7 separate regions of the Mus musculus genome follow, and all the other regions are linked to region 2. Evidence: chromatin contacts called from public ChIA-PET, HiChIP or PLAC-seq and promoter capture Hi-C data. All regions are on one chromosome and are shown on one strand. Each heading gives the region's core, a stretch centred on a gene start, on an enhancer-like site or on the middle of the called end of the contact. The rest is flanking DNA. Distances are from core to core; before and after follow the strand shown.

Evidence for each region. Promoter capture Hi-C pulls out the DNA fragments that hold promoters and counts their contacts. ChIA-PET counts read pairs in DNA pulled down with a chosen protein or histone mark. HiChIP or PLAC-seq counts read pairs in DNA pulled down with a chosen protein or histone mark. Capture Hi-C pulls out chosen DNA fragments and counts their contacts.
Region 1: a contact with region 2 is called in a promoter capture Hi-C map of erythroid cells, with 8 times the contacts expected there. The contact joins the promoter of Abhd8 here to the promoter of Eps15l1 in region 2. A contact is called at or near these places in 2 of 39 promoter capture datasets (erythroid cells and neural stem cells), 2 of 484 Hi-C or Micro-C datasets (CD4 T cells and uterus) and 2 of 115 datasets of contacts at active chromatin or transcription factors (pancreatic cancer cells and pro-B cells).
Region 3: a contact with region 2 is called in an RNA polymerase II ChIA-PET map of memory CD8 T cells, with 20 read pairs. The contact joins the promoter of Fcho1 here to the promoter of Eps15l1 in region 2. A contact is called at or near these places in 1 of 39 promoter capture datasets (the C10 cell line), 1 of 484 Hi-C or Micro-C datasets (the G1E-ER4 cell line), 5 of 115 datasets of contacts at active chromatin or transcription factors (astrocytes, large pre-B cells, memory CD8 T cells and 2 more) and 1 of 9 other capture datasets (liver).
Region 4: a contact with region 2 is called in a promoter capture Hi-C map of liver, with 2.7 times the contacts expected there. The contact joins the promoter of Jak3 here to the promoter of Eps15l1 in region 2. A contact is called at or near these places in 1 of 484 Hi-C or Micro-C datasets (myocytes), 2 of 115 datasets of contacts at active chromatin or transcription factors (pancreatic cancer cells and pro-B cells) and 1 of 9 other capture datasets (liver).
Region 5: an H3K4me3 HiChIP or PLAC-seq map of pro-B cells shows a contact between it and region 2, with 4 times the contacts expected there. The contact joins the promoter of Plvap here to the promoter of Eps15l1 in region 2. A contact is called at or near these places in 2 of 115 datasets of contacts at active chromatin or transcription factors (pancreatic cancer cells and pro-B cells).
Region 6: a contact with region 2 is called in an H3K4me3 HiChIP or PLAC-seq map of embryonic hindbrain, with 5 times the contacts expected there. The contact joins the promoter of Niban3 here to the promoter of Eps15l1 in region 2. A contact is called at or near these places in 3 of 115 datasets of contacts at active chromatin or transcription factors (embryonic hindbrain, pancreatic cancer cells and pro-B cells).
Region 7: a contact with region 2 is called in a promoter capture Hi-C map of liver, with 3 times the contacts expected there. The contact joins the promoter of Mvb12a here to the promoter of Eps15l1 in region 2. A contact is called at or near these places in 1 of 484 Hi-C or Micro-C datasets (CD4 T cells) and 2 of 9 other capture datasets (adipose tissue and liver).

What each region holds. Positions count from the first base shown.
Region 1 is chr8:71,461,803-71,465,494 of GRCm38.p6, reverse strand. Abhd8 (abhydrolase domain containing 8) reads left to right here and starts at 1,838. Exons shown (of 5, transcript NM_022419.3): 1 at 1,838-2,029; 2 at 3,523-3,692. The coding sequence starts at 2,020. It overlaps Mrpl34 (mitochondrial ribosomal protein L34), which reads right to left and starts at 569. Exons shown (of 2, transcript NM_053162.2): 1 at 428-569; 2 at 1-245. The coding sequence starts at 492. The coding sequence ends at 32.
Region 2 is chr8:72,419,554-72,423,283 of GRCm38.p6, reverse strand. Eps15l1 (epidermal growth factor receptor pathway substrate 15-like 1) reads left to right here and starts at 1,810. Exons shown (of 24, transcript NM_007944.3): 1 at 1,810-1,879. The coding sequence starts at 1,847. Gm46043 (a long non-coding RNA gene) reads right to left here. Exons shown (of 3, transcript XR_001778581.2): 1 at 1,504-3,730.
Region 3 is chr8:71,723,509-71,727,662 of GRCm38.p6, reverse strand. It overlaps Fcho1 (FCH domain only 1), which reads left to right and starts at 1,982. Exons shown (of 28, transcript NM_028715.3): 1 at 1,982-2,030.
Region 4 is chr8:71,674,443-71,678,276 of GRCm38.p6, reverse strand. Jak3 (Janus kinase 3) reads right to left here and starts at 1,894. Exons shown (of 25, transcript NM_010589.6): 1 at 1,694-1,894.
Region 5 is chr8:71,510,300-71,514,571 of GRCm38.p6, reverse strand. It overlaps Plvap (plasmalemma vesicle associated protein), which reads left to right and starts at 2,803. Exons shown (of 6, transcript NM_032398.2): 1 at 2,803-3,221. The coding sequence starts at 2,856.
Region 6 is chr8:71,595,401-71,599,652 of GRCm38.p6, reverse strand. It overlaps Niban3 (niban apoptosis regulator 3), which reads right to left and starts at 1,945. Exons shown (of 15, transcript NM_001384129.1): 1 at 1,830-1,945; 2 at 445-575. The coding sequence starts at 1,884. It overlaps Pgls (6-phosphogluconolactonase), which reads right to left. Exons shown (of 5, transcript NM_025396.3): 5 at 3,386-3,596. The coding sequence ends at 3,462.
Region 7 is chr8:71,541,003-71,544,725 of GRCm38.p6, reverse strand. Mvb12a (multivesicular body subunit 12A) reads right to left here and starts at 1,796. Exons shown (of 9, transcript NM_028617.2): 1 at 1,669-1,796; 2 at 1,495-1,593; 3 at 1,243-1,339. The coding sequence starts at 1,752.

The sequences.
Region 1 (3,692 bases), core at 589-3,088, 960 kb after region 2:
TCTGAGTCTATTCCCTGCGACGTTGCGCTCCTCAGTGGCTCAGGGACTTGCGGCCCTTCAGCATGCGACGGAGGATGACCTGCACGCCGGCAGGCGTGCTCAGCCGACGGACCCAGCCGTGCTTGTGCTTGCGCTTGATGTTGCTCGGCTGATACTCGTTTCCGCGCGCGCGGCCGCGAGCCTGCTGCAGGGAGAGGAGAGGCCAGGAGTCCGGGAGCCCCATCCAGACTCTGGACTGGAGATACCTGTGGGACCAGAGGAACCGTGAATCTCAGAGAATGTACGCTGTATGACTTTCTGAGCCGCCTTTGTAATGGGCAGGGCAACAAAAGAGCTTGTTTACAAAAGGCGCTACATAAGTACGCATGGTAGTCTATAGAGACCACCCTTGTTTCCATTCTGGAGCAGGGTATCTCTGAACACTCACCTGCCACTCAATAGGGCCACCGATCTGCAGGCCTGGCACCCAAAGCACCGGGCTAGGAAAGCCATATCCAGCGGCGGGTCAATGGTCCGGTCGTCCGGGTCAATGCCAGTTCCTACACTCTGGGCTCCTTGACAATGCCTTCTGGGAAATGTAGTTCTTGTTGCCGCGGGGCCTTCCGGGAGCTGTAGTTCCACACCTGCAGGTGACGATAGTGGGGTGGGGGTTGGGGGATGTCTGTCCTCAGTGGCATGTAGTTCTCCAAAATGACCAGGAGAGGGCGAACGAATGTAAACTCCTGCGTGTGCGTATGACATTCTGTCCCCCTGGCCTTCTGGGAGTTGTAGTTCTTCGCCTCGGCCACTGGTAGAGGGCGCCCCAGAGTGGTGGTGACGACTCTGGCAGCAGTCTGGAGAACTGGCTGCTGGCCTTTTCACCCGCCCTCATTGAAGACGGGCAGCTGGCACGCAGCGGGCTGGCAGCTTCTTGGCGCCCGCAGCCAAGACTTCTCTTGGCGCGCGGCCCGGATGTCCTTGAGTTCCAGCTCTTCATAATCTCGAAAACTCGTGCGTTGTGAATTTGCTCTGGTTAGTTTAATCCTTCAGGCTGGCCTGGGGGAATTTTCTTCCCGCAGCTCAGATCTGGACTCCTGTTCACACACCTTCCATAGCTCTCCACTGTTTAAAGAAGATGTCCAGACAGCCGTGCCAGCAGCCACAGGAAGCCGTACACACCAGCATTTCTGAAGTTCATGGTCCTTACCATGAACTAAATGGTAAAATGGCTAGTTGTGCCTACAAATAATTGAGGCGATGTGTTGAGTACTTATTGTATGTAGAAGGTGTGTAGAAGGGATGGCGACAAGTGTTTGGGCTGCACCTTGAGCCCATGAGCGAACAGCGCGCCAGGGTGGGAAGGTTAGCCTGGGGCTCAGTCTTGGTGTAGCAGAGACCCCATCACTAGGATGCAATTCCCATTCGCTAGTTCTGCAGCAGCTCTGACACTTCTGACACAGCCTCTGGTTCAAATGCCTGCCTTGATGTTTTGTCTGTTTCCCGACCTGAAAGTGTAGAGATTTGGAAGTGTGCAGAACGAGAAGGTCAAGAGACAGAGGGCATACCGCCTTGCGGGAGGCAGAAGCTGGCTGAGGAGACCCTGTCCCAGACAGAGCACATCCACCACACCCCCAAGCTACTCGCTGTCCCTCGACTGCAAGCCCTTCTCGGTCCAGGCTCTAGCCCATCCCTCCCTCATTCCCCCCAAACTCTTCACAGGGGTGGGGCTGCTGCTTGCAGACCGCGCGCTGATCCTGGGAAGAGAAGCCTCTGGTTGGACGGTTATCTAGGCCAGACGGCTCGCCGCTGCCATAGGCCGAGATGCCTGCCCATCTGCTCCAGGCCCCGCCCACGCTGGGTGGGACTTACAGGGCCGGTTTGCTACGCGGCTGCGGGATGCCCCTGCGTTGACCGTCCGGGCCCGCGCCTGTCCGCGCTAATGCGGCCAACCCCGCACCACCATGTAAGCGGCACCTGCAGGTGGACGCTGGCTTCTCCGCCCGGGACCCCTGCGTCCTGCCTCGGGCCCCGGGCCCCTCGATGACCTCAGGTGAGCTGGCTCTGTTCCCCGAGAGAGGAGTCACCAGGCTGCCAGGCCTCCACTGAGGGGTGGGGGGTGTCGCTGCCGGGGGTGGATAACCGCCAAGCTCCGCATTCGTACTGCTAGGATGCTGCGGAACCCCGGTAGCCTTGACCCCACCGCGGGGGTGACGAACTCCAGGGAAAAGCGGGTCGGGCTGGGAAACAGGACTGGCGCTGCGCTTTAGAGAAGCCGCCACAGTCGGGGTTCCACAGCCTTAGAAATGAGGAGCAAGGCCTGCTTTCCCCTCAAGTGCATCCGGGGCTATCACGAGCGGGGTATTTAATGACCATCACTCCAGCGGCGCCCAGGCCGTGATGGAAAAACGAAGCTGGCCCCATCCCTATGCCTCAGACAATGGGGGTGTGCTGCTCCGGTATCCCCTGGAGTTATGTAACCGCCTGTGGTTGTCATGGACACCGGGGGGGGTGGCCAAGGGAACCGGATGGAGGCCCAGAGCCCCCAGTCAGGTTCTGCCTTTATCTTCCTGGCTGCCACTAGGGTTGTGTACCCTTTGAACACAGGATGCTGAGGGCAGCAACCTCCATCAGTTCTCGATACTGTGCAAGTCAGCTCTAGCTCTCTTCTGAACCTGGAGCCGGATACAACCCGAGTTCTAGTGGCCAACATCCTTCCCCCGCCTCATTCGTCACTAGTCAGATTAACACTAGAGGCCTGAGCTAAGAACTTTGACATTTTAGAATAAGAGCCAGGCTTTATGGGCTGTCATCTCACCACCCAGGAGCTTGGGCACAAGGTTGAGGCCAGCATGGACTACAGAATGAAACCCCGTGTAAAAGGTTGGCAGTGATCGGGGTTCACACTAGTCATTCTAGTACTGGCAGAGGTGGAGGCAGGAGGATTGCAAGGAGTTTGAGACCAGTGTACAGCCCAGGACGACAGAATGAGACCTTGTTTCAAAAACAAACCAATGGCATCATGTTGATGCACATCTGTCACCCCAACACTTGGGAAGGTAGAGGCAGGAGGACTGTGGGAGTTCGAGGTTCCCTTTGGTCTTAGGAACACCTGTATGCTCAACCTGCTACAACTCCGGAGGTGGAAGGCAGAGCAAGGTCAGTCTGGGCAGCATGAGGATTTCCAAGCCAGCCTGGGCTACATGAGTTTCTTTCTCAAAAGTAAGCATGCAAACCAGCTTGCATCCATGCTTGCATAAATCAGTGTGTGGATGAATTTGTACATAAAGATACGGATTTGTGAATAAATGATAAACTCCAGCTGGTGGGGCAAGGGTCTCCTTGCAATGGGCTCTTGCTTTAATGTTTTCTCCTTCTGGAAGCCCCCCTCCCCCATGCTCTCTTCAGTATTGTACTAAGGGACACCCTGAGAACTTGTCTGGCATTGGGGTGTCTGGGGAAACCTGGAAGGGGCTTCCAGGTCCTGCTTACCCGATGCAAGACCAGAGCCACCAACACTGAGCTAGCCACTGTTCCTCTCTCCAGAACACACCATGCTGACTGGGGTGACAGATGGCTTTTTCTGCTGCCTGCTGGGGACTCCCCCTAACGCCGTGCGGCCACTGGAGAGTGTCGAGTCCAGTGACGGCTACACATTCGTGGAGGTCAAGCCAGGCCGGGTGCTGCGGGTAAAGCATGCGGGGCCCGCGCCCATC
Region 2 (3,730 bases), core at 561-3,060:
GTTTTTAAAATTTTTATGGGCTAGAGAGATGAGTCTGTGATTAAGGGCACTTGCTGCTTTCTCAGAGGATCTCCGTTCAATTCTCAATACCTACATCAGGCACTGGACAACCACTGATGCCCTCTTCTGGCCTCTGCAGGTGTCTGCACTTATGTACACAAACACACATACACAGAGCTTTTAAAACAAAGATTTGTGTTATGTGTATGGTGAGGCAGCTGGTCACACAGCATCCATTGTCCTGGCCTCCAGCACATGGAACAAGTGTGTGTGTGTGTGTGGGGGGGTCTTCCTTCCTCAGCTTAGTCTAGAAATTCACAGTTGTAACCCAGAGCTTTGTCTCCTATATGATTCTAGATCCTGTGCAGCTGGCAATCAGGATCAGTCACAACTACCTCAAGAAATCAAACACAGTGGGACTGAGTGTGGCGGTATATGTGTACCATGTTTCCCAGCACCTGTGTAGTGGTTTGAATGAGGATGTCCTAAGGGGCAGCAAGATAGCTCAGTGGGTAAAGATGCTTGCGGCCAAGGCTAACAACCTGAGTCCTATCTCTGTGACTCATGGTGGAAGGGGCCATCCAACACACAAATCTTTTAAGATGTAAGTTAAAATGTAACTTAAAAAAAAAAAAAAAGACAAAGAAATACCAGAGTAGGGGCTGGTGAGATGGCTCAGTGGGTAAGAGCACCCGACTGCTCTTCTGAAGGTTCGGAGTTCAAATCCCAGCAACCACATGGTGGCTCACAACCATCCTTAACAAGATCTGACTCCCTCTTCTGGATTGTCTGAAGATAGCTACAGTGTACTTACATATAATAAATAAATGAATCTTTAAAAAAAAAAAAAAAAAGAAATACCAGAGTAGCTGAAGATATAGTTAGTTGGTTAAGGGTGCTTGTTGCTTTTCCAGAGGACCCTAGTTCTGTTCCCACTCATATCGGGGGTTGGGGGCTCATAAGTGCTTTTAACTCCAGCTCAATGGCATCTAATAAACTCTTCTCTCTTGGGCAGGCATTGGCACGAGCACAGCAGGCATATACACATAAAAAAACAACAAAAAACACCAGATGTCAGGCTACACCCACATCTGCAAGCAATCAGAACCCAAATCTGTTTAACAAGCATACTGAGTGGTACTAACACTGCATATGGCCCAAGTTAGACTTGAGCACCATGGTACTTTGTTGTGTGCCACTGTCTCCATTTCCCCGGGAAAAGTTCAGCAAACCCTAGGCATTAGTAGAGGCTACTAGAGTGGAGAAGTTAAGACGGTGCCTGGGTTTAGCCAAGCTCCGATTCACAGACCCAGACTGGAAAGTGCAGGGAGCTGGAGTGCAGCGGTCTGGAAGGGAGCCCTACCTATCCCTTGGGTTCCCTGCCTCACAGGAGCCTCCAAAGCCAGGGGCTCGGTTTGCCCACTCCAATCAGGAGATGCACACGAGGCCCTCCCCACCCCCACAGACCGACTAGCCCGCCCACTCTCGGCCCACTAAACTTACGAGGCTCCGAACCTTCTAGTCACGCTGTGCTTTAGGCTAGGCTCTCTAAATCACCCGGTACGGCCAACTCTGGTAAGGCTATGCGACAGAGCCTTCCCCATAAAGGCTCCGCCTCCAGCCAGAACTGCCCCGCCCTCTCCACTGTGATCGAGGCTCCGCCCTCTTACTGCAAAACTTCTCACGGGAGGACTTGGATTCCCTTCTGCGCACGTGTACTCTGGTCCTGTGGCCTGTCCTTGCGCTGGCTGTGCTGCGCGCGCATCGCATCCCTCCTTCGTACTAGTGCGCAGGCACGGCCCCGCCCCCGTTCCTTCGGCGCTCCGGAGGCCGAGTCCGCACGAAGATGGCGGCGCCGCTTGTACCCCTCTCGCAGCAGGTATGGTGCTGGGGTGCGCCGTGGGGCGGTGCGGACGGTGGTTGCCGCGAGAAAGATAAGTCGTCGCGGAAGCGCGGCTCCAGGGGACCGCGGAGGCGCGCGCTGAAGGCTCAGAGGCTGAGTGGCGGGGGCCGGGCGGTTCTGAAGGTGACAGGCCGGAGCGGCCCGCATACTCTTGCGCCGGGCGACCCCCGAGCGGCTGCGAAGAGGTGATGGGGCGCGGCCGCTGCGTATGTCTGCTCCGTCTGGGGCCTGGCCAGGTTAAGGGACGGGGGGGGGTTTGGGGGGTGGGCGCTGTTGTTCGAGCCGCGTCGCGCTTCGTCCCCGCGGAGGCGAGCGAGAGCGGTGGGCCCGCCGCCAGTCTTTGTCTCCCGCGGGGTCGGGCGTCGGGGCGGGTGGTGTCCCATACTGGAGTCGCAAGGGGAACCGGGACACGCCCGCTTCGCCTCTGGCCGCCCAGCCCTCCTTCCCCCGAGATCCGCTTCCGCTGCTCTGTGCGGTGCGAAAAGCGCGGATCCTACGCCCCCAACGGTATGCACCAGTCTTCGTCCTCAGGGTCGCTGGATGGTTTTCTTGAACGTATCAAATGCTACAGGGACGTACAGAATAGCAGTGAGAAGGCCATTGTGCTTCTAGCGGAAAACATTCATTCATTCTTCAGCCACTTTCTAACGTGCTTGGGATCAGGTGCTTGGGAGCTCAGCAGTCTCTCACTGACAAAGTCTCTAGTTCCAGGTGACATCCATAAGAATTAGAAAGTATTCCTGTCCTGCTAATTTGCCAAATTACCCGTTTGTTCCACACAGCATATTATATGCACTTTGCTAGAATCGTCTTTCGCAGGGTCATGGTTACCAGGAGGAAGCATTTTATATTCAGATCTCGGCTCCAACTCTGGAAGAGTGTCCTTGAAGCAGGCTTCTTAACCTCAGCATATCAATTACCTCATTTGGAAAATAGAGATGTAAAATGCATTAGCAGAAAACTGTGGAAAGCACATTTTGCCTAACACATTGGAAGCTCTTTTGTTACCCGTCAATAAATTCGGGTGTTTGGGACTAAGACAAGAGCAAGTATGAATGCCAAAGCTGGTAAGAACTGCTTGGCAGGCTGATGCACCCAGGTCACCTGGTCTGAAGGAGAGGGCAATACAGGGTGGTTAAGTCCTGGAAGGACCAGCCACCAGCAGCCTTGACACTATATTAACATGTGGAGACCAGTAGATATTAATTAACATGCTCTTACAGCACCTGTGATTGTCTTCTGAAAATGGTTAAGGACTAGACAGATAGTAGGGAGTGTATTGAGGATAGGTGTGTATTGAGTTAGAGCCTTGCTATGTCACCCAGGCTGGCTTCCAATTCCTGGACTCTCTGCATCCTCGTGCTCCAGGCTTCCAAGTGGGATGACAGAGGACCAGCTGTGGGTGTTCACCTCTCTCTTGACAGGTTCTCACTGGCCTGTAGTTCCTCAATTAGGCCAGCCTGGAAAGTCAGCAAGGCCAGGGAGCCTCCTGTCCCTTCTTCTCCAGCACAAGTGCCGTGCATCCTGTAGCACTTCTGTGTGAGCTAGCTCTGGGGAGAGAATTTGGATCCTCGAGCTTTTAGGGCAAGCATGTTACTAACTCAGCTGGCTTCAGTCCAGTCATTACCTCTGACTTTTTTTGAGGGAGGGTTTTTCAAATTTCCTAATTTTGACATTAGTCATAATTTGGATTTTTAAAAATTTGGGCCATAGTAGTAGCTGATAGTTATTGAGTACATGGGAGTTGGATACATGCTGTCAATTTTTTCTCAAACACCAGAATATCAAGGAAGCGGTTCCTGGCCAAGTATAATGTCAACTTTCAGC
Region 3 (4,154 bases), core at 733-3,232, 700 kb after region 2:
CCGTTCCTTTCAAGGCTCTAGTGCAAAGTATTTTATTGTGATGAACATAAAGTAATGGGGTGGGAATATTGCAATCACTGGCTGTCGTTCATCACCGAAGGAAGTAGGGATAGAAACTCACACGGGGCAGGAACCTGAAGGCAGGAGCTGGTGCTGAGGCCACGGAGGGGAGCTGCTTACTGGTTTGTTCCCTGTGGATTTCTCAGCCTGCTTTCTTACAGAATCCAGGACCACCACCCCAGGGATGACCACCCACAATGGGCTATACTGCCCCCATCAATATCTAATTAAGAAAATGCCTCACAGCTGTATCTCATGAAGCTTTATCTCAACTGAGGCTCCTTCCTCTCTAGATGACTCTAGCTTGTGTCATGTTGACACACGGTCATCAAATAGTCACCAGTTGAGATATGTGTATAAATGGTACACACACACACACAATTACAATCACACTTTTCCTCCTGATAGTCCACATTCGGGGAAACTTTCTCCCATTTCCTGTGTCCTCATCACGGAGATACGACTGAGTCATGTCGAGAATGAGGGCTGCTATGGGGGTGCACACCCCTGAAAGGGCCTGGGAAGTCTTGAGTTCTAGACCAGCACCTGCCTAGAACCAGTCAATGACAGGTGACAGTGATCACAGGTCAAAACCTGTTCCATCCGACTCTGATGGCTTTGCTTCAGCCCCTGGAACCCACCCTACTCCAGCTCTGGACACAGCAATGGCATGCATGCACACATCCACACACATATGGGGAGGAGAGAGAGGGAGGAAGGAAGGGAGGGAGGGAGGGAGGGAGGGAGAGAGAGAGAGAGAGAGAGATGCTTTTCTTACCATTCTCAAATCCCAGAACCCAAAGGTGACTCGAGGGCTCTTGGGCCAACAAAAGGACATGTGAAAAATGTGAACAGCATGGAGAATGGAGAGCGGGCTATCTTACCAATTGTGGCAGATGGTCACCAGTCAGCTGGGTGTGGGGCCTATCTAAATGTTTAATCTTTATTGTTTGAATTGATGCATAAATTGATTAATTGATTCATTGGTAGTGTGCACATGCCACAGGTTAGAGGATACTTTTCAGGACTCTCTCAAAAAATCCAGGCTTTGCTACAAGCATCTTTGCCCACTGAGCCATCTCACCGGCCCTGAAGCTAGTATTTAGCTATGTATGGTTGCCATCAGAACCCGGCATCATTTGGGGCAGAGCTGCAGTAGATGGTTCAAGTAAGAAGTGGGGCAGCCTCAGTCTGGGATGGACCTGGATTTGATTCCCACCACAGGAAAATGCCCAAACTGAGGTGTCTGGGGTCCAAGGCTGCAGGGGCATGTACTGGAGATGAAGGGCACTTAGCTTTCTGGTTGTGCCCAGGCCAGTGGTCCCACTTCCTTGGAGGTGCTTCTGGGGCAGGGAGAGAGATGGCTCAGTAGTCCTGAGGATCATCATGCTGCCATGTGACCCTGAACAAGAAACGGAGCCCAGGCCGGGGAGTTAAGTCTCTCGAAGTTGTCATATGGGAGTGGAGTGGACATGTGGCTCTTGCTTAATGCTGGGGCAGCCTGGCTTCATCACCAGCACACAGCCTGAATAAATAAATGGCATGTCACATGAATGGATAGACCAGAGTTGCTATATGACCTCCAAAGCAACTCCTAGCCATGTTCCTTGATTCCTTTGTTTGTAAAATGAGGCTCAATATTAAATGTCACCTAATTCACAGCCTCGGAGGGGTTCTCCAAAGAGCCATGTATGCAGTAGGTACTTAATAAAAGCTATCCCCTCTTTCCCTCCCAGTCTCCCGAGAGACTTGACAGGTGCAGAGATCAAGGAGCTTCTCCTGTCACTTTAAAATATGCAAATAGCCTGCGGATGAATTTCCAGGCTCAGCCAACCAGTGCAGGGTTTATGAAGCACCGCGGGGCGGAGCTCCTCCTGACCACACCCATGGCGGGGCCAGCAGCGCGCTCCGCAGCGCGCGGGGAGGGCGGGGCGCGGGTCTGGAGCGCGCAGGTAGCGCCGCGAGAGGCGGTGAGTGTCCCCGGCGCGGGGCTCCGGTGCGGGGTGCGGGGTGCAGGACGCGGGGGCGGGGTGCGGGGCGGGGACGCAGCCTCCATCCTGACCCGGCCCGAGCGCAGGTGCCGTCTGCAGAAGGCGGGGCGCCACTCTATGGCATCTCTCAATCCTGGGCTGGGAGGCTGAGACCCCCCCCAGGACCCCCAATCCCTCTTCCGGGTCTCTAGCCTGGCCCTAAGCTGGGGGCCGCCTCCCTCGCTGCCCCTCTTCCTCGCCTGGGAACGAGGGTCTCCTCCTTTCCTTTGCACCCGCTCTAGGGTTGGTAGGCTGGTGGGGGTTCTGTAGGGCGAGTGTGGTGGAATTGCGGGGTATCTGGAGTATGGAGCGCGGGATCCCCTCCCGGGGGAACGGGGCCTGGAGAGGCCTGGAGCCTGCACCAGGGACTCCCGCGCCCTGTTAGGGGGGCAGCCGGCATCTGCTCCAAGGGACAGAATTAGTCTAGGTGAATGAGGATGGGGTGCAGAGAAGGTCGGGGATGGCCGCCCCTCCACTTGCCCTCAGCGTCGCAGGACCTGCTTCATGGTGACCTTGGGCAGGTGACAGCACCTCCCTGATCCTTAGTCTCCTCCTCAGAATATAGAGGTTGAGGAAGCCAGACTATCTGTCTCAAATTCCCAACACCTGTGCCCCATTTTCTCCAGATGGGGACCACAATCTTTAGTCAAATGTTAGGGCACTCTGGTTTTGGCACTTTAAAAGGGGTTGAGCCTGGTGTGGTCATTACAATCCTCTGGTGGCTGAGGCTGGAAGATCTGCAGCTTGAGGCCAGCCTGGGCTACATTCACAGACTCTGCCTCATTAAAAAAGCATAAACAAAACAAACCATGATTTTGATTGATGGATACAGTCTAGCCTGGGGCGGAGCAGCGAGACCTAAGGCCAGCAGAGGACAGTTTCTATCTGACCATAAGATGGACGGGCCTCCAATCAAGACCCAGACTTTGTCACTGTGGTCCCACCCATGTGGCTGCCCAGGTCACACCCTGACCCACATACCATCACCTACAATAGGGTTCCTAGGCTGGTTCCTGGGCGGGGTCCCAAGTGGAAGGTCAGGTCTTAGTCCCTGCCTCTTGCAGGATAGTAGGGTGAGTCCCAGGCAGGAAGCCTGACACCCCCAAATTTGTGTGCCCAGACTGGACTTAAACTGAGCCTTCTGTGAAGTGGACTGAAAGTCTGTAGGAAGATCAGAGGTGGTTGTGGGAGTGACAGCGCGCCGTAAACACCCACTCCTATGATAGTAATTATGATATTGCATTCATTAAATGGGGTCACAGCCAAGGAGGCAGTGAGATGTCTTTGAAGGGTGTGACCAGTGTCACTAGCACCCCAAGGACTTGGGTACACAGTGGTGCTCAAAGTATGTGTGACAAATGAAATGACTCAGTGGAAGGCTTGCACAGTGGCCTCAGTTTCCCTGTAGATTTCTGGCTGGTGTGGGAGGGGAGGCAGTGAGGGTCACACTAGGGATCAATGGCTGTGGGCACAGCCAGCCTGTATCCAACCCCCAGAGTGCAGCTCTGGTCTAGTCTTGCCTGGCTCAGTTCCCTGGTGCTGTTCACCCACCTAAGCCTCAGGTTTTGGGGACTCGGTGTCAGGAGATGGGGTGCTTGCTCTGTGCCTCTGAGCAGTGTCTGTCCCTGGACCTTATTCTAGTATTGTAGAGCCCAGAAAGCCCCAGGTTACATTAGGTAAACTGTCTTAGGCTAAAACATTTTCAGAGGCCTCTATTGGTGTTTTAACTTCTTTCCAAATCACACGGTTTAAAAACACAAAACGAAACCCCAAGAACAAGGGGCTGAGAGACGCCTTGTAGTACTTAATATTTACACCACACCATCACCCTAGCACCCAGAGGAGGAGACAGGAGGATCAAAAATGTGAGGCCATCCTCTGCTACATAGTGAATTTTGAGGCCAGCCTCAGCTACTTGAGACCATTTCTAAAAACAAACTTTAATCTGTTGATCCTAAAGTAATTGTAAGAATATTTGAGTTTCCCTTTCTGAGGGTGAGGCTTCACCTGTCTTCAAGCCTCGGTTTCCACTCATGGGCATACTGACCTAGCGCAGGCCAAGGT
Region 4 (3,834 bases), core at 645-3,144, 750 kb after region 2:
CCCCCAAGTGACAGCCAAGCTGGGGACTAGGTGTCTTTGAGTCTGTGCATGTCTGCACCCCTGCAGACATCACCAATTGATCCACAGACCTCCACATCCTAGCATAGTCAGCCAAGCCAATATTCCAGGCAGGCAGGAGCAATTGACAGCAGATATAGAAACAGGTCTGAACAGGAAACAGGGGTGTACAGAAGGATGGGGACAGTTGTCTTATTCCCTACAGGTCTAAAGGTCACAGGACCATCTTGACTGGAACCAGAAGCTTCTGTGATGGGTGTCCTGTGCATAAATCTGTAGATATGCGCACAGGGACCTATGTTGTCTCCCAACCCTTTCTGGTCTCTCTTCAGCCCATTTAACCCCATGTCCAACATCTATTTTATGCTCCTCTTTGGTCCTCACAGTAGGGAGGTTCTCTGCAGTGGCCTGTGTGAAAATACACTTCCCACCCTTCAGAGCTGCTGAGGGCAAGGGGTGGGGCCTGGGCCTGAGAGAAAAGGCAGGAAACAGCCCTTCAGCTGCTCAGACCAGTCCTCAAGGCCAGGAAGAAGGCTCACAACCAAGTCCAAACAAAGCTGTGAAAAGGGTATGCTAACTGCATAAATTTGCCCTCTGGCCTCTTCATGTGCACCCCTCCCATGATAAGACAACAAAAGTAGGCATAGCAGCACACACTTTTGACCAGAAAACTCCAGAGGGGGAGGCAGAAGATTAGAAGGCCAAGGCCAAGAAGGGCAGTGGTGGCACACGTCTTTAATCCCAGCACTTGGGAGGCAGAGGCAGGTGGATTCTGAGTTGGAGGCCAGCCTGGTCTACAAAGTGAGTTCCAGGACAGCCAGGGCTACATAGAGAAACCCTGTCTCGAAAAAAGAAAGAGAGAGAGAGAGAAGTCCCAGGCCAGCGCATGAGACTGTATTTTAAAAAATAAAAAAATCTAGCTTGGCGGTGGTGGTGGTGCATGCCTTTAATCCCAGCACTCTGGAGTCAGAGGCATGTGAATCTCTGTGAGTTGGAAGCCAACCTGGGCTACAGAGTGAGTTCCAGGGCTACACAGAGAAACCCTGTCTCAAATCGAGAACTGAAGAAGTCATTAACCTATTACCAGAGGTGGTGGTACACAACTGTCATTATATGTTCAAGGTCAGACCCTGTCTCAAGAAACAAATTAGGGTGACCAACATGGCTTAGGGAGTAAAGACGCGCTTGCCACCTAGCCTGCTGGTCCCCAGGATCCACATGTTAGAAGGCGCGAACCCACTCCTCTGACCTCGGAACATGTGCAACGCACACACACGCAGAATAAAACAGATTAAAATGTTATAGAAGTGTACAAAAATAAAACCATCAACATTGTCTTCCCTGTTCTTTTGCTCCTGGGAAGGCTGCAGGAGGATTGCTATGAGTTTGGGGCTACATAGTGACTTCTAAGCCAGCAGGGCTACGGACGGAGAGCCATCCTCAAAATATAAGACATAAAACAACAAAGCGGACACGAATATTAAAGAAGTATGAGATTATACCAAATGGAAAGTTCAGGCCCTTTACTTCCCCACTCCTAGAACAGGGAGGGTGGGGTTGGGGAGCCCGCCGCGCATGCGCGCTGCTGAGCCGCCAATGCGGTGTCTAGGCAGCGCCCCGCTCCCGCTCCCGCGCCCGCACACCCGCGCCCTGAACCTGTGCCCCGCGCTCCTACCTGCAGCTGTGCCGAGGCAAAGGACAGCCGAGGCTGCGACAGGAAAGTCCCTGCTCCTTCCTGTGCGGCCCCTGAGCTTCCTGGCCGCCGTCATTTACGGAAAGTCAGGGCGCCCTGGGGGCGGGGCGGGGCGGGAAGCCCGGGGGAGACTAGAAACCTGTGCCGCAGGCCACCCTTCTGGGGTGGGAGCTGTGCAGAGACAGAAAGGCTGGGGTGCTGCTGGGGACCTGAGCTTACAGAGCACTCCCCGCCTCGGGCTCCTGTCTTTGCATGTCCTTGGAACAACCTGAGCCAGCCCGGGCAGGGACTTGCTGCGGCTAGAACACATTTCAGGCTTCAGTTTCCACTCCGCCTCCAACCTTTAACCTCCTAAAAGACACACTGCGTAATGTTTAAAAAAAAAAATTACGGGCGGAAAAAAACCAAACCTCTGGGCCTCCAGTCCTAATGAACTAAGAGGGGCCTTCTCCTGGGAAGCCCACCTGCTTGCTGGGCGTGCCCCCACTTCCTCTGAAAACCTCGCCTTTTATTCTGCTCAAAAGCTATGAGATGAGGCTTGCTAGAAGGCTGAGGAGTATACGCTATCGCCACACAAATCGACTTGAGTTCCATCACTGGAACCCACAGGTACAGCTTGGAGGATTCTGAAAAGAACTCCTAGGCCTCAGATGGTGATGGCAGGAGCCCGTTCTCCAGTCCTCCATCCCTGGCTATGCACCCTGGTGCCTCCGTTTACCCATCTGTTGCCAGTGGCAGTGTCTGCTGCATGGGGTAGAACTAAGAGTGATCCTGGGGGAGAGAACTGTGCAGCTGTGCTTCCCTAAAGCATGCCAAGTTCTGTTCTCAGATGCCCCTCCTGGTGGGTGCCTGGGACCCAGAGCATCCACAAGTCCTTTAACACCACACACAGCAGGTCAGGCCTCTGTCTGAGAGAGGATGACGTGAGGAAACAGATGCCAGGAATGGAAACGTGAAGAGATAGCAGGTGTGATGCAGACGATGAGGCAGAAGACTGGCAGAACAAACCAATATGTGCCACACAGCTCACTGGTGGAGCTCCTACCTAGAATCCCCCAGTGAGGGGCTGGGGACACGACTCAGGGGTGGAACATTTGCATAAGCACCAATACCTGAGATTTCATCCCAGTTGCCATGTAAAACAGCTGGATGGAGGTAGGAGTATGGCTGGGTTGTTACTGGCCACCAGCATAGCTCCTTCTCTGGCCCTACCCATGTAGGACACGAAGAAGACACCAACAGGCCATTGTAGCACATGTGTGACAATCCCACCACTCAGGAGGCCAAGGCAGGAGGATTGCTGCCAGTCTGAGCCAAGCCTGGTCCACATAGAAAGTTTCAGACCAGCTCAGACTATACAACTAAACCTTGTCTTACAAAATAAATTTTAAAAAAATTTTAAGAAAAGAAGAAAAAGGCAACTGTTGGGTTCTGTTACAAATAGTTCAAAGCACATGGAACATAGCAATATTTGTGAGAAGCAAGAAGCAGCAAAATAAGGGAATTAAATTTGGGGGGCAATAGGGAGCCTGCAGGGCCTGTCATCCTCCATTCTGTCCTGGAGTGGCCTCACCTCTGCCTTACTGCTGAAAGCTAATTAAAATTTTTTAAAAAGTGAAACGGGTACTCTTTTTTTTTTGGGGGGGGGGGTCGAGTCAGGGTTTCTCTGTATAGCCCTGGAACTCACTTTGTAGACCAGGCTGGCCTCGAACTCAGAAATCCACCTGTCTCTGCCTCCCAAATGCTGGGATTAAAGGCGTGCACCACCACACCCGGCGAAACAAGTACTCATAAGAATTGGAGCCCTTGGGCTGGAGAGATGGCTCAGTGGTTAAGAGCACCGACGGCTCTTCCGAAGGTCCTGAGTTCAAATCCCAGCAACCACATGGTGGCTCACAACCATCCATAATGAGACCTGATGCCCACTTCTGGTGCATCTGAAGACAGCTACAGTGTACTTAGATATAATAATAAGTAAATCTTTAAAAAAAAAAAAAAAGAATTGGAGCCCTTAGGATTCCCGAGTTTGTAGGTTTGGATTCAAAAACACAAAGTCATTTGTTATAATCCCTCTTTTGCAGATGGCAAAACTGAGGCACCAAGAGTTGGGAGATATGGGGGTG
Region 5 (4,272 bases), core at 1,554-4,053, 910 kb after region 2:
TTGTTGTTCTTTGAGTCAGTGTCTCTCTGTGTAACAGCCCTAGCTATCCTGGAACTCACTCTGCATACCAGGCTGGCCTTGAACTCACAGAGGTCCTTCTGCCTCTGCCTTCTGAGTGCTAGGATTAACAGTGTATGCTACCACATCTGGCTCTTATTTATAAAACTGTATTATTTTATTTCGCATGTCTAGATGTTTTGCCTACATACATGATCATGTATCATGTGTATGTATGTTCATGGATCTCTCGGAGGCTAGAAGTCATTGTGTACATGCTGGGAACCGAATGCAGGTCTTCTGAAATACCCGCTCTTCACTGCTGAGCAGTCTCCAGCCCATCTCACTGTTTAAGGCTGAATGTATGCCAGGCACCGTGGAACACCTTAAACAAAAGAACCCACACAAAGGCTAAAGAAGAGAACTGACTCCACAATGCTGTCCTCTGACCACAGACACACAACAACAATGTGGGTTAAAAAGACACTAGCTGTGTGTGGCTCACCCTGTAGCATGCTCACCTGGCATGAGAGAATCCCTGAGTACCCCCCCCCAGGACCCCATAAGTCATCAACGGTGCACATCTACCATCCCAGTGCTTGGGAAGTGGGGACAGGAGGATCAGGAACTTAAGGCTATACACGGCCACTTGGAGGTTAGCCTGGGCTACATGAGACACACACACCCTTAAAGGGGACAAAAAGCTGCCCTCTGTAAACGGAATAAAATCAGATTGCAAGGCTGATGAAATGGCTCAGCGGTTAAGAGCACTGGCTGAGCCAGTCGTGGTGGCACACGCCTTTAATCCCAGCACTTGGGAGGCAGAGGCAGGCAGATTTCTGAGTTTGAGGCCAGCCTGGTCTACAGAGTGAGTTCCAGGACAGCCAGGACTACACAAAGAAACCCTGTCTCGGAAAAAAAAAAAAGCACTGGCTGCCCTTCTGAAAGTCCTGAGTTCAATTCCTAGCAACCACATGGTGGCTCACCACCATCTGTAACAGGATCTAGTGCCCTCTTCTGGCGTGTAGATACACGGAGACAGAGCACTCCTACATTACAAAAAAAATTTTTTAAAAAAAAAAAAAAGATTAAATTAAAAAATAAATAAAACAGATTGCAGGGCAGGCAGAAGGTTACTTTTCTAGGGTCACATGCTGGCCAGGTGGCATGCTAGACCCAACTCGAGGCCGAACGGTGGCCCCCACCTGTCTGGTCAACCTGGAGCCACAGCCCATTGGTCCCAGGGGCAGCCCCCAGCCTTGTCGCCCCCACCCCCCTGCTGGCCAGGAAGGGTCTACGAGTCAAGAATCACCGGGTGGTTGTAAAAGGCAAAGGTCACACAGGGTTTCCTGCCCGCCCTTGGGAACTTCCTCCCTTCCAACCCCACACCCGCCTGCTCAGCGCCACCTCTGTCTCATCCCTTCCCAAGCTCTTGGGCCCAGGCAGCCTTCCCCTGCTGGACTCTTTGGGGGATGGGGGGCGGTGGTAGCGGTGGTGGTGGTGGTGGTGGTGGTGGTGGTGGTGGTGGTGGTGGTGGTGGATAACAAGAAACGGAGTAAGCAGGTAAAGAACAAAGACTTCCAGAAGATTCTCCCAGTGCTTTGGGGGCTGGTGTACCCGCAATATCCTTTTATCTGTGACCCTGAAATCGTATACCTCTATCTGGGCATTGTTCCACAGAGACCCTAGAACCTCCACGTGGGACACCACCTACCAACAAAGCTTACTGCCACTTCCTGGGACCCTGAAATTACCGCAGGCCAGGGACATAAGCACACTTTTGTTATAGAGGGGGAAACTGGGGCAGATTGTGGCAGAGTTTGGAGGCCTCTCTCCGTTATCCCCACTCCAAGACCCTGCTTTTCTACTGCATACCGCTCGGATTGTTTTGTACTTTGGGAGGAGTCTAGGCAGGGGCTCTATTGCTAAGCCACACACTATTCCCAGAGCATGCGCAAGTGAGGGGGATATCTCTGAGTGCTGGTAGAATAATTGAGGGAAGTTGTGAGGTCTCTGTAGTCCTTATGTGCACTGTTTGTCCATCCTGGAAAACTCCTTGGAGCTCCTGGGTGGTGAACTCACACCCACAATCCTTTGCCTTGGACCCCAAACTCTACAGCTGGTGGGAGCTATCCCACGGTGACTGGTGTGTTTTGTGGGACATTATCAGTGGTTCCCCACGTTTAAATCCAGCCTGCCACAGAGTAAAAGCCTGGGCCACAGAGCCAGTCTCTCTCTCTCTCTCTCTCTCTCTCTCTCTCTCTCTCTCTCTCTCTTTTGTTTTGTTTTTTTGTTTTTCAAGACAGGGTTTCTCTGTATAGTCTTGGCTGTCCTGGAACTCACTTTGTAGACCAGGCTGGCCTCGAACTCAGAAATCCGCCTGTCTCTGCCTCCCAAGTGCTGGGATTAAAGGCGTGCGCCACCACCGCCCGGCCAGGGCTAGTCTCTTGTCTCACTTGTGCCTTAGTTTCCTCTGCGCCTAGCCACCGGACTGTTAGATAACACGTCCCGGGAGCAGAGGGCACTGTCTGGCCCATCTAAAGTGGGGTGTGTGGGGTTGGAGTGGGAGAGTGGCGGTGGTGGAAACTGAGGCCGGACCAGGCTGGGGAAGCCAGTTCAGTCACCCAGTGAGTGCCCCGCCCTCCACCTATCACAGCTGCCCAGACTGTCAGTCAGTTCCTCAACAGCCTGGGTGGGAGTGTTGTGATAACCCACAGTCCCCATTTCCTCCTGGCCAGGAAGGAGCCGGGCAGAGGAAGCATTAAGAGGAGTAATATAAACACTCCCCCCTGCCTGGCGCAGTTCAGATCTGGCCAGGCAGACAACGCCAGACAGTGCGCCCTGTGGACACTGCGCAAATGGGGCTCTCCATGGACCGCAGCCCATACGCCCGCACGGGGGACCAGCAGCGCGGCTGCTGGTACTACCTGCGCTATTTCTTCCTCTTCGTGTCGCTCATTCAGTTCCTCATCATCCTGGGCCTGGTCCTCTTCATGATCTATGGCAATGTGCACGCCACCACTGAGTCCAGCCTGCGCGCCACGGAGATCCGCGCCGACAGCCTGTACAGCCAGGTGGTTGGACTATCTGCCTCACAGGCTAACCTGAGCAAACAGCTGAACATCAGCTTGCTTGTCAAGGAAACAGTCATGCAGCAACTGTTGACTACGCGACGTGAGATGGAGCGCATCAACGCCAGCTTCCGCCAGTGCCAAGGCGACCTGGTAAGAGGCGGCATGTGTGCCCTGGGCTGCAGCCCTGGGTGCGCCCAAATGCTAAACTCCATGGGAAGAAATCTGGATTCCCTCCTCCCCACACACACTCCTTCATTTATTTAGAACATGACCTCATGTAGTTCAGGCTGGTGTAGAACTCACTGTGTAGCCAAGGATGGCCTTGGGCTCCTGACCCTCCTGCTTCCACCTCCAGGACTCTAGGATGACCAGCCAGTGGTCAAGCCTGGTGTAGTACATGCAACACCACTGAGCTACAGCCTTTCTCTCTCCCTAATCCCACCCCCAGCAGAGTATGACTGTATAACCCAGGATGGTTTTAAACTCACAACAGTTCTCTGCCTCAGTAGATTGAGTGCTGGGATAATAGGTGTGGGTCACCCCATGTACCTGATGAAGATCTTGTGACTGTGATTTCTCCATGGCAGACATCACCTGTCAAGGAAGAGTTTGCTGCAGGTGGCTTAGTTTTTACAATTAAATGTATTTATTACACACGCATATGTCTACCCGCATGCTGTAACCTGTGTGTGGGGATCAGAGGACAACCTTCCACCGTGTGGAAGACTTGACTCAAGTTTTGTCAGCCTTAGCAGCAATTGTCTTTACCCACTGAACTGCCTTGCAGGCCTGATCACTCAATTAATTAATAATTAATCTATCTATTTCTTGACGCAGGGTCTCACTATAGCTCTGGCTGTCCTGGAACTCATAGAAATCTGCCTGCCTCTGCCTCCTAAGTGCTGGAATTAAAGGTGTGCACCACTATGCTGGGCTCTCTGATCTTTCAATTTAATAACAAAATCTCTCTTGGGATAAACCAGAAATTCATAATTTTATGGCTAGGCCCCTGGAGTGGAAGGAACTCTCTGGGTGAATGTGGGGGTGGGAACACATGCAGACCCTAGCATTGTCTGTCTGCAGTTGGCGTTTAGCTGGGTCCTGGGCATTCACAACAGGTCCTGCTGCTGTCAGTGCCTGCCCTGTGCCTGCTTAAGGCAGCTTCACAGAGATGGTAAACAGACTCAGAGGGCTAGGGTCT
Region 6 (4,252 bases), core at 696-3,195, 820 kb after region 2:
CAAGATAGGAGGCAGATGGAGGCCCTGGGCCCTATTAGTAGCTCCAGCTCTAGGCTGTTAGATCTGAGTAACAACCTCTGAGCTGCCAAGAGTCAGAGGGATAAGGGGACAAAAGACATGGGGTCTTATGAAGAGTGTGTCCCTGACATGGTGGCTGCAACAGATGGAGCAAGCACATGCACAGCTGGGGCCCTGCTCACATCTAACCTGTCTTTGCCAACCTCAGGACTTTTGCACATGCTGTGCCCCTGCAGGGAATTCACTTCCCCAAGCCTCCTCAGCCTGCCTCCACCTCCAGAGCGTCCCGGTCCACCTGTGCAAAGGTCCTGTGGTCAGCCCTCCCCAGCCCCACACCCACAGTCTCATGTCAGCACCACTGAGAATGCAAGAGAGACAACTACAGCTGGGTGCCTGGCAGGTAGCCTCATCCTTGGTGGTACTCACTTTGGTGTGGGACAGCTGGCATCCGGCTGGGTCCTGGGGTCCCAGCTCCTGGGAAATGTGTCTGAGCACAGCTGCAGCCAGCTGCCTACGGTAACAGGGCAGGAAGGTCCTCAGCATGCCATTCACCTGACCTGTAGTGAGAAAGGATCAGCAATGGGACCAGGACACCTGCCTGTCATCCCAGGACCAGCTGGCTCACTGGAGTAGCCAGAACTGGTGAGTGCCAGCATAGACCATGCCTCAGTGAATAAGGTGGAAAGCAGTCTTAGGACAGCTGATGTTAATCACTGGCAAGCACATGTACACACACAAAAGCCTTTCTTCCAAATATGTTGCTGCAAGCCGGGCGTGGTGGCGCACACCTTTAATCCCAGCACTCGGGAGGCAGAGGCAGGTGGATTTCTGAGTTCGAGGCCAGTCTGGTCTACAAAGTGAGTTTCAGGACAGCCAGAGCTATACAAAGAAACCCTGTCTCAAAAAAACAAAACCAAAAAACCAAATATGTTGCTGCATCTCAGGAGAATGAGGCCCAGAGAGGGCAATTTATTCACCCAGTGGCACACAGCAAATACAAGTGGTGGTCAATCCTGGGACTTGGAGAGATTACTCAGCAGCACATGCAGGGTTTTGCATGGGCTGTTCCCCTCCCCAAATGCTGTTCTCATACTCACTGTAACCACACACCCTCCTCCAGCCTGGTCTAGCCACCTCCCTTGGGGACATCCACCAAGTCCTGCTGGTCTAGACACTCTCCCAGGTCAAGGTGTGGGACAGGACAGGGAGCTGAAGCTCAGCCTGGCCTTGGCTAAGCCTTAGTCAAGTCCCAGTGTCCATGCAGACAGACTTCCCAGCCTCAGAGACCACCTGACCGTGCCCTTACCCCCAACCTCAGTGGGGCCCTAGCTTCCACTAACAAATCAAAAACTTCACATTTCACTTTGTTTTGTCTTGAGACAGAGTTGCATATAGCCCAGGCTGTCTTGGAACTCACTCTTTAGGCCAGTCTGGCCTCAAACTCCCAGAGATCTGCCTGCCTGTGCCTCCCAAGTGCTCGGATGGCAGGTGTGTAACACTGTATCCAGCTACTTGGATTTCATTTAAATCTGGAGCCCTCCAGAGCCAGGCAGGATGGAGTGTGCCTTTGATCTCTCTGAGTTCGAGGCCAGCCTGGTCTACAGAGTGAGCTCCAGGACAGCCATGGCTACGCAGAAAAACCCTGTCTCGAAAAACTGAACAAAAAAATCTGAAATCTTCCAACACAAGCCCACCCCTGACAAGACCAGAGACAGTTAAAATAATGAACCCTGTATTGGCACCAGGAGCACATGCCAGCATTGGCCTCGCATGCAATGGCAGCATGACTTGACCCTGACCTGTCTGCTTACCCTGAAGCTGCTGCCGCTGCCGTCTACCCAGGGGGCAGGAAGGCTGTGCCCCCATCCTGCCACCATACAGAGCTGTCCTGGGTCCCTCTGCTCAGGATACTGGATGGCAGCTGAGTGGCCCAAGTGCCAGGAGGGTACATATGGCCATCTGGTACCACTCTCCACCCCTCCTGTCTGCACCTGCCTCCTCCTGGCCTCAAGGGACAGGCTGGACCAAGACTGGTGGTTTCTGTCAGGGGTAGTGGGGACAGCCCCAGGGGAGACCCAGGGAGTGTGAGAAAAAAAACAACGCCCTGGCACAGATGGATGGGTGGGGCACATCTCTGCCATCCCAGCACTCAGAAAGCAGAGGCAGGGGGATGGGGAGTTTAGGCCATGGAGGCCAGCCTGGGCTACATGAAGTCCTATCTCTGAAAGCCAAAGGAATGGGTTGCTGACTGAACAAATGAATGAGCAAGGAGTAGGTTATCAGTATGGAGGGACACCACACACACACACACACACACACACACACACACACCCATCCCCATGTAGCCTGCTTCCTTACATGTAGGCACCTTCCTTTTCTTTTCCCTTTCCAGAGGCTGGAATGTGATGGCTGGAGTGTAAGTGGCCACCTTGAAGCATGAGGCAGGTCCTATGCATCAATGGCAAAGCAGTAAATTCCCCCTTGAGAAAGGGACACAGCGCTCACATGGGGTCCTCATGCCTATGTCCCTTTCCTTTCTCAGGGTGTCTCAGCCTCTGCTTGGCTGGTGCGTGGGTGGCACCTGCTCTTGTAGAAGTCCCCAGGATTTTCCACTGTGTCTTTTGCTGGCTTCTGCCCCAGCCTATCCTACTTCCTCTTTGCCACAGCTGAGGAGCCCTCAGGGACCAGACATCTAAAGAAAGTTCACATTTGTGGTTCTGGCCCCGCCCTTCTGGCCTACCTGCCAAGTCGGTTCTGGGAGGCTTCAATTCCTACCTCCTGCCTGGCTTGCATTACCTTGGTGAGGGGATGTTCCCTCAGACAAGCCCACCAGCCTCTCCAACTAGGTCCTTGGAACTGGCAGGGTCAGGACAATGATGCACCGACCCACTTCATGCTCCAAGCTGGCTGCTTATACTCCAGTCTCTGGACCCACATCCCAGTCTTTATAAGCGGCAAGAGAAAAAACTGTCTAAGGGAGAAAGCATCCCAAGAGTCACCCCAGACACTTCTCCCATCGGTAGGGGGCCCTGTGACAACATCAGGAGAACCTTATCAGGTAGCTCACCCTGCTCAAGGCTCCGAACAAGCTTGCAGGAGACAGTGCATCCTCAGGGGGCCATGAAGGCTCTGGCTGAGGCCCCAGGTGAACCCTTCTCTTCACCATGGCTAGAACACAAGCAGTCACTCGGGACCGCAAGGAGCCTGGTACCTGTGAGTTAGTTCTGACCCTTGGAGCAGAGAATGTGGCCAGACTTGGAACAGAGCATACACTGCCGGGCCAGAAGTCCAGGCCACGCTTCTCTGATCCGTGTGTATGCTCTGCTCTGTTGTCCCTCCCCCAACAAGAACCACAGAAACAATAGTTCCAGCAAAGCTGTTTAATCCGCAGCTAGTCCGCTCCCACAACACCCGAAGTGCCCACGGCGTGCATGGCGCACCCCCTACAATGTGGAATGCTTCTCGAAGGGCACAGACAGCAGCCGGGCAGCTGCCTCGTCCAGGAACCAGCAGAGGGCGCCCGTGCGCGGCTGCACCAAGGCGGCGGGCAACGTGCCCTCCTTGTCCTCCAGGATGCGCTGTGTGCGAGACCAGGACCTGCCTCAGAGGCCACGCAGAGCAAGTTGGGGCTCACACTGGTCTGTTCGGTCTGGGGACAGGGGACCCGGGACCCACGGAACCTTGCTCTGCGCTCCGCCTCGCACACCGTGGGATCCAAAGCTTCGAGGTGTGGAATTGGATTTGGTTTTTGTTTTTATTAGGAGGCAGGGCCTCATCTAGCACGGGCTGCCCTTGAACATGCTATGTAGCCAAGGACTCCTCCTTTCTGCCTCCCCAGTATGGAGACAACAGGAGGTACTGGGGACTGGACTCAGGTTGTCAAGCTTGGGGGCAAGCATCTATAACCACACTAAGCCATCTTGCCCCATCCCCGCCCTTCACTTTTTGCAAATTCTTTTTTATTTATTTACTTATTTATTTCTATTTAATGTGTATGGGTGTTACTCCTATATGTATTTGTACCATGAGCATGCCTGGTGCCCACAGAGGCCAGAGGAGGGTGCTGGATTCCCTGGGGCTGGAGATACAACTAGTTGAGAATGGAAGTCGGGTACTCACCGGTTGGTAGCTATCTCTCTCTCTGACCCTGACCTTTTTCTTCTTCCTTTTCTTTTCCCCTTCTATTCTTTCTCTTTAAATGTGTGTGTCTAGTGTCCTGCTCTCTCACCTTCTA
Region 7 (3,723 bases), core at 547-3,046, 880 kb after region 2:
TATTTTCTATCATGTGCATATATTTGTGTTTATCAGACAATCTCATGTAGCCCAGGCTGGCCTCAAGATGTAGCCGAGGAGGACCCTGAATGCCCAATATTGCCTCAACCTCTTGACTCTGTTGGTGTGGTGCTGGGGATGGAGCCAGGCTTTATGCACACTGGGTAAGAACTCTGCTAACTCTGCTAATGCTCCAGCCCTGGCTTTTTTTTTTTTTTTTTTTTTTTTTTTTTTTTTTTGGCTGTCCTGGAACTCACTCTGTAGACCAGGCTGGCCGAGACCTCAGAAATCTGCCTGCCTCTGCCTCCCAAGTGCTGGGATGGAATTCATCACATAGCCGAAAATGGCTCTGAATTGGAAGCAATCCTCTTGCCTCAGCCTCTCAAGTACTGGGATGAAGAACAGCAGTCTCCACACTTTGCAGATTACAAGGGGCTGGTCACAACGGCTCAGTCCCACGAATCCATGGGACTGAAGCTCTGGCCAGCTGAGGCTACACATTGAGACCCTGTCCCCCCAAACCAATTAAACACTAAGTCAAGAGACAGCTGCAAAAGGAGGATAGGAGAATTTGTGGACGCCTCCTCTGTCTGCACACTGACCTGACCCTCTGCACGGCAGCCTGCCAGCGGTCACTAAAGACACCGAGAGAACCAAGCACCATCGGGGAGGCGGGCAGCTGGGTCAGGCAGGGGAGAAGGGAGAGGGGAGGCTGAGCTATGCAGAGAACAGGGGAAGCCAGTTCCAGGTGGACTCGCAGTGCAAGAGCCTGGAAAGGAAAAGAGAATGGCCAGGAGGACTCACTCCGCCACAGAAGCAGAGGACAAGCAGCAGGGACCAGTGGCAGTGAGGAAGAGGGTGGGTATGCCAAAGACATCTGGGGTGGTTGTTGTTTGTTTAGGGGCGGGGTTTCATGTAGTGACAGGTATGCCCCACTATGCTCAAATTCTTAGGAAGAGCTGAGGCAAGGTCTCATTCTGTAGCCCAGGCTGGATACAAAGCTGCCTCAGCCTGAATGCTAAGACAGGTATGTGTCAACTATTTAATTCTGGAGTAGTGGGTTGAGATAAAGGCCTCACTCTGTAGCCTAGGCTGGCCTTGAACTCGCCACCATCCTCCTGCCTCAGCTTCCGGAGCTCTGCATTTACAGGTTGTGCCTTCCTGCTCAGCTAAGTCCTATTCCAAACATACACTAGCAGCCGTTCCCTGTGCCTGCCGCTCTCCCGTGCCCACGGATCTTACTGATATCCTGAGGGTCGTTGACTGCAGAGAAGCCTGACGGCAGTGGGCCCTTGTCCATCACGATCTGCATGTCCACTACCACATTGTCCTGAGGGTTCTGGGAGCACGAGAGGGGGCAGGTGGAAGGGGGCAGTCAGAGGGGAGGGGAAAGGTCAACGGTATGAGCAGTAAGGGTGGGAGAGAGTTGGAGAAGGGTCGAGGATGGCAGGGCGAGGGGCGGGGCAAACTCAGGCTCAGGCCACCCGTGCTCACCTCCGGGATGCCCAGCGTGCTCAGGCACAGGAAGTAGCCGGCTTTCTGCGCGAAGCCTCGGCCGAAGCTGGCCGTCCCGCCCTCCACGGTGCAGGTGATCTGCGGGACGCACAGGTCATCGGACTTCGTCCCCTTCCTGGCCCGTCCCCGCAACCCTTGCGCGCTCCCACTTACCGCGCTGAAACCCGGCGGCGGCGGCGCCGAGGCCGACGACCAAACCAAGCCAGCAAGCGGCGCCGAGTCCGTCCCGGGATCCATCCTTCCTGGGAGCTCAGAAGGCAGCTACAGCCCTCGGAGGGACCGGAACCTCGGACTACAACTCCCAGAACACCTTTGAAAGTGCTCCGCAAAGCAGCTAGTACGCATGCGCAAGCACTGCTGACCAGTCCAAAGTAACCGTGGAGACCCGCCCTCTGGACGCTTAAGATACGTTTGCGGAAAAAAGATTAGAACTCCCGCCCCTAAATCACTACCCAGTGTGCGGAGGGGGCGTTCACTTTCCGGACGGGACTACATTCCCCAGAATGCTGTGCGGCATCACCCTGTGACTCCTGCCTTCTGCAAGGAAACTTAACTGGTCTGGAGAGGAGGCCTGGTAGATATAGCCTGTCATTTCAGGGACTTAAAGAGGCGCATACAAGATGGTGAAAAAACCATACGAGATAGTTAGACTGATAACCAGTCTAATTAAGCCAATTAAAACTAAACGAGTAGCCGGGCATGGTGGCGCACGCCTTTAATCCCAACACTTGGGAGGCAGAGGCAGGCAGATTTCTGAGTTCAAGGCCAGCCTGGTCTACAGAGTGAGTTCCAGGACAGCCAAGGCTACACAGAGAAACCCTGTCTCGAAAACACCAAAAACACCAAACAAACAAACAAACAAACAAAAAAACCTACACGAGTCCTTTAATAATAGCCACATGTAGAGTAGCCAGAGCTTAGGGGTACAGCATTTTTAAAAGCAAAACACTTAAGAACCACAATTGTATCATTATCAGGGTCTTGAGTAACCTTGTAACATCCGTCTTTTTTGCAGAGATTGCAGTATTTTCCAGACACAAGACAATTATTTATGATTTACACTTCCTGTAGTTATTTTAGGTTTAGGTTTTAGCTAACACAAACATTGTCGTTAATACATCTAGACATGGTCAGGGACAAGGATAGTCCCCAGACTGTTGCCAAGACAGGTGTGGCTATTAGTGCGTGGGAGACTGAGAGTGTCTAGGCAGACACAAGTCAGTCAGAACAAGAAAGTGATGCCTTAATCATTTCTATTGCAGGAATTCGAGGTCTACCTGGGCTACAGGATACCCTGCTTTAAACAAACAGACAACAAACAAACCCCAACAAAACAAAAAAAATACTTTAAATACTAGCAAAAAGGAAATGAACCAAAAAAAGAAAAAAATAGAGTAGAAAGAAGAAGTTTGAAACACTTTCTGTTCTAGGATTTTGACCAAAGAGATCATTGTGGCTATGCAGCTGTTGACTTAAATAACAAATAATATCGCCCTGGAGGCCAGTTCACTAGCAAGCTAGGGGTTTCGTTGTTGTTCTGGTTATTTTTGTTTGTTTTGGTCGGTTGGTTTTTGAGGCAGGGTCTCTCAGGTAGCCCTGGATAGCCTAGAACTCACTATGTAGACTAGGCTAGCCTGCAACTCACAGAGATCTACCTGCCTCTGTAAGCTTTATGGTTCTTTTAGAGTGAGGGACCCTCTTTCCTATGGGCCTGCAGGTGGAATGTGGAGCTTCCACCCACGAGTACTACTTTAGCACTCCCCTGCAGGGTCCGACCCACACCCTGGGGTATATTCTCATTTATGTATTTGTTACTATTTTTAAATTTTGTTTTGATTCTTTGTGAATCTCACATCATACACCCTAATCCTGGGGTTCTGAGTTTTGCCCAACCCCACAGTTGGGATGTGAAAATTTTTCTTGGGCAGGTGGAATACAGAGATGCTAGACTGCGTTTGCCCTGAGCTGCTATCCGATGCTGGGCTGGAGGGAAGCAACAATACACTGCTCTGGGGGTGGGAAATCACAGTGTAGGATGTAGGAGGCCAAAGTTGGGTCCCCTGACTCCTGGGAATCCAGTCTCCTCTGGAATCAGCATGGAATCAGCAATGAAGGGGGCCCTCGGGCTTTTGGGGAGGGAAGGCAGGGCCAGAGGTTCTCACACTGCTGGACACCCAGACACTATTGGAAGTCACAGAGGAGCAGAGA